Regions from separate parts of the Mus musculus genome. Here region 2 is linked to region 1. A link is a contact called in public HiChIP or PLAC-seq data. All regions are on one chromosome and are shown on one strand. The core of a region is the stretch at or near the end of the contact, and the rest is flanking DNA. Distances in the headings are between cores, read along the strand shown. Region 1 holds the start of Colgalt2 (collagen beta(1-O)galactosyltransferase 2). Region 2 holds the start of E330020D12Rik (Riken cDNA E330020D12 gene).

Region 1 (2,563 bases), core at 22-2,521:
TTCTCTGCAGACCATCTAGAGCTTGCCTGCCCGACTCCACCACGAATGCTTGGATTTAAAGGTGTGGAACTGGATGGACTGAGGTCTACGGGAGGAAGGGACAGACTTCCATTGATTCCCTGTCCTGATCCACAGCAAACACAAAGGGACCAAGCATAGAATTCTTTAGCCTGAAGACAAAACTTGACTGTTTATCCTCCCAATGATGGCTCCAATGGCCCATCATAGACCCTAGGGCACCTCAGTACAGTTTGCATCTGCAGTGGGAACGTGTCTCAGGAGGCTGAACAGGCAGGGACCTTCTGGAGCTCCCAAGAAAAGACCAGCCCACAGTGTGGTGTGATTGGAAAGACTCCAAACAAAGTTTCAAAATCTCCATCCCTGAGTTCAGATAACCCAGGGGAGGACCAGAAGCCGAGTTACTCAGAGAGCAGACTCCTAGCACCTGCAAGTCCGGGTGACTCACTCTCCATCTCCCAAGTCTCTGTGGACCCCTTTCCTGCCTTAGTTAATTAAGTTCTGTGTCTCGCATCTGGAGAAGACACTCTCTCCCAGTAGAAACCAGGAAGAGGAGGGGGATGAGGAAAGTCAAGGTCTCCAGATTCTCGTCCATAGGTTTTCTCATCTCCCTCCCGGCCCCACCACTCTCTCAGTCCAGGACCCACGCGGGCAGCAAGGGAGTGTGCGCAGCAAGCTGCCCTCATCTTCCCCGCGGTGGCCCAGGACCCCTACCCGCTCACCAGATAGCCATCCTGCTCTTGGGGTAGTCCAGCCGTTCCAGGCAGCCGAGGAAGTAAGGCAGCGTATGCGCAGCGTTGCGGGCGAGAACGACCACGAACACCGTGGGTTTCTGCGGGGGCGACTCGGGGAACGCCACCGTTTCCTCTCCGTCCTCATCCGAGTCGGGCTCGGCGGCGAAGCGCGCCCGGCAGCCGAGGCGGAGCAGGGCGGAGGACAGCAGGAACAGCGCGCAGGCGACAGTGGCGAGGCGCGCAGCCATGTTCCGTAGCCGGCGGGAGGCGGCGATGCTGCCAGCGGCGCCGGGGATGCGGCTGCCCCGGGACGGCGGGAGCGTGCACCGGCACTGATTTCTGAGGCTCGCAGGACCCGCCGCCGACCAGCCTTGACCTGAGTCCCCTGTGCACCGACTCCCTGCCACCCGCGCTTGCCCCGCGCTCCGCCCTGCAGACAGGTCGACTCCGGGAGGCTGATCTTCCCGAGTTCCAGGGAAAGTTCCCCTAGTCCAGGCTGCGCTTGTACAGCTGAGGTCTGCGGCTTCCTCCAGAGCTGTGAGGTGTGGCCCTGTCTGCCAATGGGAGAGTGTGTGTGTGTGTGTGTGTGTGTGTGTGTGTGTGTGTGTGTGTGTGTATACATAACGGTACAACCCCAAGAAAATTTATTCTGCTTTTTCTAACCGCAGTCTGAAGTTCTTCACAGTGACGCGATGTATCCAGGGCTTTATAATGCACCTATTGACAGATTAGAGTTCTAAAACTGGAGGTCTCCTCAACCACCCAGGACTGTGAGAAACAATGTTATAACATCTACAGAGGCAGAATGCTTGTATTCCATAGACATACAACTTCTGAAAAATTGAAGACTTGGAGAATTTTAGACCTCAAATCAGAACCCTGAAAATAATAGCTCCGAATGGATCACTCTTCTGGAGCCTCTTTTCTTTTCTTTTCTTTTCTTTTCTTTTCTTTTCTTTTCTTTTCTTTTCTTTTCTTTTCTTTTCTTTTCTTTCTTTTCTCTTCTCTTCTCTTCTCTTCTTGTCTTTTCTTTCTCCCTCCCTCCCTTCCTCTCTCTCTCTCTCTCTCTCTCTCTCTCTCTCTCTCTCTACCTCCCTCCCTCCCTCCCTCCCTCTCCCTCTCCCTCTCTCTCTCTCTCCTTTCTTTTTTTCTTCCCAAGAAAGGTTGCAGTAAGAACTTTATCTCTCAAGTCCAAGGAGCACCTTCCTAAGTGAGGAGATGAAAAGGAAGATTCACATGCCCCCCCCCCCCCCTTAATCACGCAAACTGACAAAGAGTGGGAAGATCAGCACAAGTCAAAGAGAAGAGAGAGAATGAAGGCCAGAAGACAGGGCCAAGGTAGAACACAAAACACAATCATTTGACAAAATGTTTAAGCAGCTGGAATACTCAGCTAGAGGTTATTTACTTTGAAGATAACACAGGGACCAGAGTAAACTGTGGCATGAAATCCACAGCCTTTACCCTGTGTGCAGGCTGAACTAGGGGCCCTGCAAGTTCATGACCTTCACTGCCAGGCCAACCAGCCCCAGCTCTGACACACTGTCTTTTACTGTGTTGTCCCTTCTCCATAACTGTTGGAAGGCCTCAACTTGCTCTTCTCTGCTCTCCAAACCTTCAACTGGTCCATTTGTAGCAACTCTCTTCTCTCATCCTAAAACTTAGACCATTCTCACGTCCTTCAAACAAACAAACACTTTTTATAAGCATCAGTAGACATTGTGGCCAGGCTCCCCATTCCAACACTAAGGAGGTAGAGACAGGAATCAGGGGTTCAAGGTAACCTTAGCTACCTACATGTCACAATGTCA
Region 2 (2,563 bases), core at 23-2,522, 1.0 Mb before region 1:
ACAAAGTGAGTTCCAGGACAGCCAGAGCTATGCAGAGAAACACTGTCTTGAACCCCACCCCCCACCCCCAAATGCAAATCTTTCTAAAGGTGACATTAGCTTATGACTTGGTTGCTTAGGTATCGAATTGTATGTGAAAATGCATGGGTTGCTTGGCACATATTTATAAAACAAGAAGAGAAAAACATGGATTGAGAGGAGAGCAGTGTATCTTGGGGGCAGGGGGCAGGATAGATGTAGGGACCATTGCTATACCGCAGTTGGTAAAGTTACTGGCCACACCCAGCCAGAGGGCCTGCTTGTGATCTTTGAGGGTCACGTGGTAGAAAGGGAACTGAAAATGATCCTCTGACAGACACTTGTGTGCTAAGGAGAGCGTATCTACACATAGACAACATGAATAAAATTATTTTAGGCCAGGCATAGTGGGACATCTCATCAATCCCAGCACTTGAGAGGCAGAGTCAGGTGGATCTCTGAATTCAAGGCCAGCTTGGACTACATAGCAAGTTCCGGAAGAGCCAGGGTTATATAAACAGACCCGAGCTATATAAATAAATGAATAAATAAATAAATGTCATAAAACAAACAAACAAAACCTATCGCTCTCAAACTCATCCCTGCTCCAGAACCTTCCTTATCTCTAGGGATTGTTGCTAGGAGACTGGAAAGGCACAGACAAACTCTGATGAACATTGGGAGTGCTGAGTATTGGAAATGAAATGTGGTAGGTTTTTGAGTAGGGCTGAAATACAGTTGTAAGCTTTTGAGTATGTACCAGAAACGGCGAAGGTGTTTTACAAAAGGAAATGGAACGAGGTTGTTATGCTATGAAAAGAGATGTATTTACCAAAATGATTGACAGTGACTGGCTACAGGATAGTCATACTCAGTCGAGTGTTATAAAAGCAGAAGTGAGTTCACGTGGGCTGGGACTTGGAGTTAGAGAGACAAGAGGAGACACACTCCGGACAGCCACCACAAAACTCCACACAGGGAGGCTCATTTCGACTGGCCCAGAGCCCAGAGGATAAGTCAAGTAAGCATTTGTCAGTGCCTGTAGGCAGCCGGGCGCCTAAAAGATGGCGCCGGCCTCCTGTACACTGTCGCCATAAACAATGCCACTGCGCAGGTGCTAGCCCAAATCTGGCGCCAACCCCTCCCGAGCGGGTGCATACAAATCAAAGGGGCAGCAGACTGACCAATCCCAGGAGGACACATAGCTCTCCCCAGTGCTGGGGTGTATATAAGCTGTCCTCCCTGGGTTTCCGGAGTTCCCGTAGCAGCATCGAGGTGTTCCTGAGATAAAGAAGGCTGTTGAGAAGAATCGGACCGTGTTGCGTTTTTCTTGCTGGACGAGGTGAGCGCAACAAGTGCCTCTGGCATTTACAAGATGTTTCTATATAGTGTCCTTATAGTGCAGCTTCCTGGCATTTTTCTGTGTTTTACAATGATGATTTGGGAAGAATACTTATGGATTTCTTTCATCTTTTCATTTGAAGATTTATCTTCAATTACCGCATATTTCAATATCTGCATCTTTTCATTTGAAGATTTATCTTCAATTACCGCATATTTCAATATCTGCATCTTTTCATTTGAAGATTTATCTTCAATTACCGCATATTTCAATATCTGTTACAAGTGTGTGTTAACAATTGTCTAAAACTCTAAGATCTGACAGCCTAACCCAGACGTATGTGAAGACGAAACCATACCAATGTGCATAAAATAAAAACAATAAAATATATTGGGGCCTGGGGAGATGGCTCAGCGATTAAGAGCACGGACTGCAGTTCCAGACATCATGAGTGCAAATCCCAGCAACCACATGGTGGCTCACAACCATCTGTAACGGCGTCTGATAACATCTTCTGGTGTGTCTGCAGACAGCAACAGCGAGAATGCACTCACATTTATTAAATAAATTAATCTTTAAAAAATAAAAAATAAATGATAGTAAATGCAGTCTCTGTTGTCATCTACTCTGGTGGTAAATACAGGCCGCTGAGAAGGGGAAGGGGACTGAGTGGGTGGCTGTTCTCACAGACAGAGAACGGCATGAGCTGCTCTCACGGATACACTGACACTTGTTCTGGGCAGTCAGAGCACTTGGAAATAGCAATAGCTACTCTATTGAGGGAATTGAGGCTTTGGGAAATTCATTTCTTACTGTGCCACCCTGGCAGAGGCGAGGAAGGAAAGCTGGGTCTTTGTTCTGGTGGATCAGTTGACCACCCTTTTGTACACAGTGCTCATTGTATCCATTGGGTACAGCAGTTCTCACTGTGAATAAGACCCTTCAGCAATGCAGCAGGCATGCAGGAAGACACACTATATGCAGACAGTGTTCATGTCTGTACATGTGCACTGAAATTCAGACTGGGAGCTCTGTTTCAGTCTTTAGTTGGTTTCATCTTGGCATTTTGTGCATTATTTGCAAAACAGAAAGTTGGATGTCACATGACTATAAAAACTCTGATATGGGCTGAAGAGAAGGCTCGGCAGTTAAGAGCACTGACTGCTCTTCTGAAGGTCCTGAGTTCAAACTCCAAATTCCAGT

The links. HiChIP or PLAC-seq counts read pairs in DNA pulled down with a chosen protein or histone mark.
Region 2: a contact with region 1 is called in an H3K27ac HiChIP or PLAC-seq map of microglia, with 4 times the contacts expected there. The contact joins the promoter of E330020D12Rik here to the promoter of Colgalt2 in region 1. A contact is called at or near these places in 1 of 39 promoter capture datasets (hippocampal neurons) and 1 of 115 datasets of contacts at active chromatin or transcription factors (microglia).

What each region holds. Positions count from the first base shown.
Region 1 is chr1:152,398,575-152,401,137 of GRCm38.p6, reverse strand. Colgalt2 (collagen beta(1-O)galactosyltransferase 2) reads right to left here and starts at 1,271. Exons shown (of 12, transcript NM_177756.4): 1 at 741-1,271. The coding sequence starts at 1,000.
Region 2 is chr1:153,412,942-153,415,504 of GRCm38.p6, reverse strand. E330020D12Rik (Riken cDNA E330020D12 gene) reads left to right here and starts at 1,272. Exons shown (of 4, transcript NR_033736.1): 1 at 1,272-1,360.